3 separate regions of the Mus musculus genome follow, and all the other regions are linked to region 1. Evidence: chromatin contacts called from public Hi-C data. All regions are on one chromosome and are shown on one strand. The core of a region is the stretch at or near the end of the contact, and the rest is flanking DNA. Distances in the headings are between cores, read along the strand shown. Region 1 has its middle 20 kb from the start of Gm26331. Region 2 has its middle 21 kb from the start of Gm35542. Region 3 has its middle 80 kb from the start of Gm35542.

The links. Hi-C and Micro-C count contacts between places; a contact is called where the count stands out from the background.
Region 2: a Hi-C map of the N1E-115 cell line shows a contact between it and region 1, with 6 times the contacts expected there. The contact joins two enhancer-like sites. A contact is called at or near these places in 3 of 484 Hi-C or Micro-C datasets (the G1E-ER4 cell line and the N1E-115 cell line), 3 of 115 datasets of contacts at active chromatin or transcription factors (astrocytes, embryonic basal ganglia and forebrain) and 1 of 9 other capture datasets (embryonic stem cells).
Region 3: a contact with region 1 is called in a Hi-C map of the N1E-115 cell line, with 9 times the contacts expected there. The contact joins two enhancer-like sites. A contact is called at or near these places in 6 of 484 Hi-C or Micro-C datasets (the N1E-115 cell line, nephron progenitors, stem cell-derived neural progenitor cells and 1 more) and 4 of 115 datasets of contacts at active chromatin or transcription factors (astrocytes, embryonic basal ganglia, microglia and 1 more).

Annotation. Positions count from the first base shown.
Region 1 is chr8:89,568,312-89,570,956 of GRCm38.p6, forward strand. No RefSeq gene overlaps it. Among named protein-coding and RNA genes, the nearest start is that of Gm26331, 20 kb to the right of the region's middle. Within about 2 kb of position 1,335, at least 18 of the 459 cell types and tissues checked have an H3K27ac peak or open chromatin away from gene starts, as enhancers often do. A contact at or near this core is called in the N1E-115 cell line, where this site is marked.
Region 2 is chr8:89,239,377-89,242,021 of GRCm38.p6, forward strand. No RefSeq gene overlaps it. Among named protein-coding and RNA genes, the nearest start is that of Gm35542, 21 kb to the left of the region's middle. Within about 2 kb of position 1,290, at least 11 of the 459 cell types and tissues checked have an H3K27ac peak or open chromatin away from gene starts, as enhancers often do. A contact at or near this core is called in the N1E-115 cell line, where this site is marked.
Region 3 is chr8:89,298,572-89,301,216 of GRCm38.p6, forward strand. No RefSeq gene overlaps it. Among named protein-coding and RNA genes, the nearest start is that of Gm35542, 80 kb to the left of the region's middle. Within about 2 kb of position 1,295, at least 5 of the 459 cell types and tissues checked have an H3K27ac peak or open chromatin away from gene starts, as enhancers often do. A contact at or near this core is called in the N1E-115 cell line, where this site is marked.

The sequences.
Region 1 (2,645 bases), core at 85-2,584:
TATAGTCATGTGTGTGCATCAACCTATAGAAACAAAATTGGACTTCTCAATAATCAATAAATTGAGGTTTCAGTCGCTAACATTTAGATCACTGCATCTATGCTAACATATCATACATGTGTATATATATGTATGTGTATATATATATGCATGTTTAAATTTTTCCATAGTCTAAGTGCTGGCAAGACTCTCTCTGTGACACTCTTTCTCACACACATACACATACACACATTCACAGCTCACTATACTACACTGAGCTACTCGATATATGTGTGCACAGGCTCTGCTTACATATACATGCTTACACTTGTAACCAAAACACCACTTTCTTCCAGCTTCACCCCTTGCATTTCTGAGCCCCCGCCCCGTGCCCCGGCACAGATCTCATTTGATTAATGATGGTAGGTTTGCTCCCTGGCAGTGCCACCCCACCCTCTAGGGATGCCGATTGTTGAAATGTACCAGTATCAGGAACCTAAAAACATGTGTCCCCACCTGCTGCCGACTGTGTGCCCTGTGCATAGGGACTCAACTCCAAAATATCTGGGTACCAAGACTTCCAACCCTAGAGGACAAAACCCTGCCAGCGTGGTTTATCTTCCCAATAATTAGGCTTGTGTTTCTGCTTTATTAACTCCAATACAACAGCCCCCTGCCCTCTGTCACCAAGGAGACTAATAGATGACAGTCACTCTGATTTGGAAGCCGTACAAATTAAATGACTGAAGTGAGAGGAAGCGAAGTTAAGACAAATGGTATCAAGATAAGGCAGTCCATCATTTACATAGGAGTTTTTCTAACATTAAGAGGGTGTGGGGGGCGGGGCTTCATTTTCCATGCATCAGTGTTAAAACAAACCATCCCAGCGTCCCCATTCAAGCTCAATGACAGGGAATTCCCAAATGTTTCTAGGAGTAACTGATGGCCTATGTCTAAAACCAGGATCGCCTTCCCGTCTCCCAAACACCCATTCTTTTTATTTTATTCTTTTTTTTTTTTAACTTTTCTCAAGAAGAGCCTTCTTCAGTTTTCTGTGCATGAATCCACGAGCTGGCCGTTCTTGCACAGCTAGTCAACAAGTCTAAATCCTTATCATCCCTGGGGCAGATTTGTGATGCATTCTTAACCTCGTGTTTTCCCTTTCTGGGGGTTTGTCCCAGGGGAGGCATCCTCACACACCTTGTGGACAATTAACGTTACCCAGAGAAAGAAAAACAAAATCAAAATATTGGAGGGGCTGGTGGGCATCCAGCCATGCCAGTTCCCACCATTCTTCTGCGGAGCTGTAGCTGTGTTCAGTGGTCGGATCTGAGAAGCCACGTTAGCTCTTGGCTGCGTAGCTGCCGGGTCTGGCGCAAGCTGATGAGATGTGATTATCTCCATGCAGAAATACCAGGGTGGTTGGGAGATAATTTGAAATGAAGTTAAAAATGAAACGGCACTAAAGCTTTTCTCCCTTGTGTCAAAACAACCACATCTTCTCCATTCCTTCCTTCTTCCCCCTTTCACTTTGACGACACTGGTTCACACTGGGGGTGGAGACACGCCTTCTTGCAAACTGTAATCCTTGGCTAATTTTAAATTTCAGATGATTCTGTTTGAAAGACAGCTCTAAGTTTCTATCAAAAAAAAAAATCAGCTTCCGGAGATCACAGATAGAGGTTGCCATGCTGGCTTTACTGAGTAAGCCTTAGACACTGCTATGACTCACAGACTCGAAGTTTCATTTTTCTATACTAACACTATTCGGGTATGAATAGCATGCCTTGATAATAAATGACATTCGGTTGCAAATGTCTTTGAACTTTAGCTTAAAAGAAGTGAAAACAGATTTAAATACATTTCAAATGTTAAACACTATATTTATTGAATCATTGCAAATGGAGTTACCGCGTCAAGTGACAGGTTTTTTTTAAAGCTATGTAAATGTTTCTTTCTTTAAATAGATGTATTTTAGTGCGAGGTATATGTCTAGGCACTGTCTAAGCTTGCAGCAATAATTCTCGATTTACAAAATCAGCAGTGAGGGTTGGGAATTCAGCTCAGTGGTAGAGTGCTTTCCTAGCAAGCACAGGGGCCTGGGTTCTGTCCTCAGCTGGGGGGAGGTGGGGGGGGGCGACAAAATAACAAAATCAACAGCGAATCTTGCAGTGAGAAAGAGTCCATTGCAATCATTAATATTATCCCTCTCTGTGCACACATGCAGTAATCAGATCCCTCGATGAAAACTTTTTAAAATTCTAAAGTTTGATTTCAGGCTTTGCCTTGTGTGTGAGTGTGTGTGTGTGTGTGTGTGTGTGTGTGTGTGTGTGTGTGTGTGTGTGTGTGTAAAGTAGCTGAGTTCTTCTGCAAGCTTCAAAAGTTCCAGCCACATTGTTGAAAACGAAGTTTGAAGTTATTCTGAACAGGGTTGTACAGCTCTTGTGTTCACTGCAGAGTTGGGGGTGGGTGGGGGTGGGGGTCATAAAAGCCGAATTCACTGAGGGCAGAGGGAAAGTCTTTAGAACTCTGTCCGCCCCAGCGCCATCAGTCAGTTAAGAGGAGTATCTGCAGGGTGCCCCCCTCTTCCCTTTCTGCAGTGCTAGGGATGTTTATGTGGATAGAAAGGGATGACAATTAGTTATATTTATCCATTCTGGGTCCAT
Region 2 (2,645 bases), core at 40-2,539, 330 kb before region 1:
ATATAATAATAATTAAAAAAAAGTAGTTTAAAAAAAGAAACATATAACTAATAAGCCACATGGTCTGGGTTATGATAATGCAATGTGTGGGAGCAGACTAAAACATAAAGGAACGGTCCTAGCTACGTTCCAATGAAACCTAATTTACAAAATCAGGTCGTGGGCCAGCTCTGCACTACAGGTCATGCTGTGGCTGGATGGCTACTTTTGTGGTCTATTTTGTATTTAATCTCTATGAGCATCTATCCATCTGTCCACTCCCTACTCTGCCAGCCTCTTATCTGTCCATCCTGTTACTGACTCAGCATCCTATTGAGGTCCCACATGCACAGGAAGCATAGACTTCCATATTAGGTGGAGCACCCTCTTCTCAAATCACCCTAACTGAGGCAAGAGGGCACATGGTAATGGTGGCGCTAAGCCCTGGCTGCCATCCAGATTAGTGAAGCTGTGGCACGATTCCCAAGTCAGGAAGCTATTCTTTCACATCTAATTGCCTCTTAGGGCAACAAGCTGTCTTCTTCTTCTTCTTTCTTCTTTCTTCTTCTTCTTCTTCTTCTTCTTCTTCTTCTTCTTCTTCTTCTTCTTCTTCTTCTTCTTCTTTCTTCTCCTCCTCCTCCTCCTCCTTCTCCTTCTCCTTCTTCTCCTTCTTATTCCTTTTTCTCCTCCTCCTCCTCCTTTTTTTTTTTTTTTTTGGTTTTCTGAGACAGGGTTTCTCTGTGTAGCCCTGGCTGTCCTGGAACTCACTCTGTAGACCAGGCTGGCCTCGACCTCAGAAACTCAGAAATCTGCCTGCCTCTGTCTCCCAAGTGCTGGGATTAAAGGCATGTACCACCGCTGCCCGGTCAAGCTGTCTTCTTTACTTCTTAATTTCTCCTCAAGCTTCACGGAGAGAAAAACAAAACAAAACAAAACAAAACAAAACAAAACAAAACAAAAACAACGCATAAGCAGATCACCTTAAAATCAGAGCTGCAATTAAAACCTCTTTTCCCAGACAAGCTGTATAGAGAGGAGAGGCAGAGGGGTCCCTTGAAAGGCACCCTGTGTCCCTTAGCATTCTCCAGCACTTCACTTTCGGTGACGCCTGATGTGAGAGCAGGTCTCCATCACCACTGCCATGACTTTGCCACATCCTGGAAGAACCTTCTTGGGGACCCTCTGAGCACTGTATTGTTCCCCTGGGAAAATGGGAAGAACATCCGTGTCCCCAGAGTTACTCTTTCGGTCCTGAAGAACTTGCCAAGCCTACCTCAGCTGCTCCGGTGACAAAGGCTAATGCCCAGTGCTAGCCAGGCTGCTGCTTTGTCACAGATATGACACTGCCTGGAAAAATATTGAGCTATCAATGGGAGATGAACCTAGACTACCAAGGTCAATTCCTCGTGTTACCAAGGCAAGCTGGGAGATGCATGTACAGATCTACATGCGAAAAGAAAGACCTACTGCTCCGTGGATTTGCTGTTTGTCTTCTCTTCCACATCTGGGATCCAAGGCAGTAAAGGTCCTTGACATTAGCATGGGGTCTTGGGTTTGAAAACAGCCCACAAGACAGTCTCTATAGCTTTGCACCCCTCTCCAGTTGCTGGCTGAGCCTTCTGACCTGTGCACAGAGATTCAAAAGGCTTTTGGTTTAAACAGGTGCTGAAAGCCAGGGCAAGCCAAAATATTTTGCTCTTTCTGGGTCATGAACTGTTTGCTGTTGGAAACATCTATATGCACAGACATATAGGCTAAACATAACAGAAACACAGGAAATGATGACAGAAGTCTTTGGGAGGCAGGAGGGAGCCCCCAGACTCCAATAAAGTCCATCTCTTAAGCACATACCTCTTGCTTTTGGCCACAGTGACAGGCAATAAATTATCCATGTTGGTTCAAAGGGCAAGGTCACCTCATAACAACATTGTCCATATGATGCAGTCAAATCAACGCTATTCCCAAAATATCGTCTAGAGAAATCACGTGCATGTGCGTGTGTATTTGTATGTGTATGTGTATGTGTGTGTATGTGCATTTGTGTGTATGTGTGTGGTATGTGTGTAGTGTGTGTGCATGTGCTTGTGTGCATGTGGTGTGTATGCATGAGTGTGTGTTTGTGTGTGTGTCTGTATTTGTGTATAGGGGTGTGTGTGGTATGTGTGCATATGTTCATGTGTATGTGTGGTATGTGTGTGTGTGTATAGAGTGTATGTGCGGTTTTTTATATACACAAGTGTGTGTGTGTGTGTGTGTGTGTGTGAGTGTGAATGTATGTGCACATTTGTGTTATGTGTATTCTGAGCGAGGTGACTATGCAACCCTTGTCTTTCAAAGGCAAAATCACCATCATTAGATGATATGCTACAAGTTCATTTCCAAAATAAAGCAAGTGAGAAGGAAGGAGCTTAAAGACTGGGTGTTTAGACAGGCCTGCGAGCCCCCTTGTGACCTTGCTCTGATATTTAACAAAACATTAATCTTCTTGCCAGCAATTATAAAGGATACAGTGATGTCGCTGGCTCTCCGAGAGAGAGCAATAGTGATTCCATTGTTCCTCTTTATTTATGCCTTGGCTGTACCAGGCAGATGAGGTAAGTTGGGGCTTTGATATGTTATTATTCCACACTGGCAATACATAAAGGATGCTTACACAAATATCTGTC
Region 3 (2,645 bases), core at 45-2,544, 270 kb before region 1:
GGCTGTGAGACTGTCTGCCTCCCTCAGGTCTCATAGGAGCTCTCTGAGATGTGCAGCTATGGCTGATGGAGGGTTCACTCCTGTCTTGCTACTTACTCCTCTTCCATGTTTCTAATCTTGTCACTTTGTCGATTGCTGGAGTCAGTGTTTTCCTCTCCATTCTGATCTTTGCTCCCTTCCCAAGCCCAGGCCATGTACAAATATCAGTCCATGCTCATAGCTACTTGAGTAGTGGAGTCTCACTCACCTGAGACCCAGATCCAATTCAACATAACACAAGCTAGCTAAGACCGATATTGATGATTGTTGTGCTTTGGTAGATTACGTTTCCCCAGGATTTATGTCTTTTACCCTACAGTTGTAGGCATAGACAGAAGTTAAGTGAACACCTACTTGTCTTAGAACTTTACTGCCAAGCATGTTTGGGCGTTGTAATGTTCTCTCACACACAATGCATGTGTTTGTCCTTGTAGCAGATGCTTATCAAGACAATGGGCCTTGTGATACTCCAAGAACGACACACTGTTGCAGTGTTGCTCTGGTAGTTAGAACAAGAACCCTTATTTCTTGGAGGAGTTTGTGAAACACCTGCCACTTCCCACCTGCCTAGCGGTGCCATTTGTTCCCGGGAGTTGTACTATTGGAGGATGCCAGTCTTGAGATTCCCTGGATGTAGGTGTGGCTTATGGTTTTCTGCTAGCCAATAGGTTCTGAAACCCAGAGACTAGACAGCACAAGGATAAATATTTCTTATTTGGAGATTAAACGCACTTTTGGGGCATAATTGCCTAATAGGTTCTGCCCTTCCTATGAGTCATTGGCGGGGGGCGGGGGGGACTATTGGTATTTTATAAATATGCTCTCATTTTGGAATCTATTATCAATAGTCTAGAGAGATCTCTGCTGTTCTATCAAAGATGAAGATGCCATCATATTCAACATTTGGCATCTAGGTGACCTCCACTAATCCAGACCTACTGGTGTCCTAAAGTCAGAAAGGGGCTCATTCTTTTCCTGTAATATTATTCTCAAAGTGCAAGTAGAGGCATAATCATGTCTTGATGCTTATACTTGTCTTGTCGGTCTGCATCTATCAAGCTTGGCTAAGTCCTTTTCCTTAAAAGCCCCCCTGACAATGTCTGGATGGATTTTTAGATAGTGGAGTGCTACTGCAGCAGCATGCGAAATGTCATCTCCGGGAAAACCCGGAGACAGTGGCTGGTGTCAGTTGCACTCAGTCTAAACACTCCCTGAAGTCCTAATGAACCACATCTGCTTTGCCCTTCCTTCAGGCTGAGTCAGCCCAGGCATGACCAAAGCCACTTAGAGTTCTGCATGATCACATGACATATGACTGCATCTTGGCCTGTGATAAATAATCATGTTTGTTGATCTGCAAGAGTCTGTAACAGAGTTTATAGTGTGAATTGAGTCATTACTACAGAATCAAATCAAAGTGGCTGAATATTAGTGCATTACTAGTGTCATTACAAAAGCAAGCAAGCAAGAAAGCAAACAGGAAAGAAAGAAAGAGAGAAAGAGAGAGAGAAAGGAAGAAAGAAAAGAGAGAGAGAAAAGAAAGAGAGAAAAGAAAGAAAGACAGAAAGACAGAAAGAAAGACAGAAAGGAAAGGAAGAAAGAAAAGAATCATAAAGAAAACAAAGAAAGAAGGAAGAAATGAAGGGAAGAAGGAAGGAAAAGAAGATGTAAGGAAAGGAAGAAGGAAGGAAGAGAAGGAAGGAAAGGAAGAAGGAAGAAAGGAAGGAAGGAAGGAAGAAAGGAAGGAAGGGAGAGAGGGAGGGAGGGAGGAAGAAGGGGTAGAGCGATGGAAGGGTAGAAGGCAGATATCAATTTCCCTGTGCCTACTAGGCAGGATACCCAGGTTTTAGCTTTTATGATGGTTTAGAACAATGATTCTCAGCCTATGGGTCACAACCCCTTTGGCAAATCTCTATCTCTAAAATTATTATGATTCATAACAGTAGCAAAATTACAGCCATGAAGTAACAACAAAAAAAAAATTCAATGTTGGGGGCGGTCACCACAACATGAGGAACTGTATTAAGGGGGTCACAGCATCAGGAAGGTTTAAAACCACTGCTCTAGACCTCTGGGAGATCATCCAGTTGGGTCAGTGACTGGCCAGGCAGTAGGAACACTCCTGGAGGTTATGATTTGAACCCTTGTTAAGACTTAGTCTCCACTGTTATCTATGATGGTCTCTGGAAGAAGGGCATTGGAACATGATTGACATTAGATAAGATCTTGAAGGTGGGGCCTCACGATGGCATTGACAGTTGTATGAGAAAGAGAAACACAAGCTGGCTAGCTTATTCTTTCTCTTCATGTGATACTCTCTGACATATTATGATTACATATTACAGCATGGAGCCTTCATGAGATCATGGTACCATATCATTAGATGCTCAGAACTACGAGCTACCAAAACCTTTTTTCTTTTAAAGCTATTCAGTGTTTAGTGTGCAGTTACAACCATAGGAAGCACACTAAAGCACTAGGTTTGAATGATGTCTCCTGTCAGTCTCTGTGACCCTGGGCTAGTTAAGCTTGGTGAGGCCCATTCACTATGGCTTTATTGCTTGCTAGCCCTGGTCATCCAACATAGAGCAGCTTGTAAAGAGGTC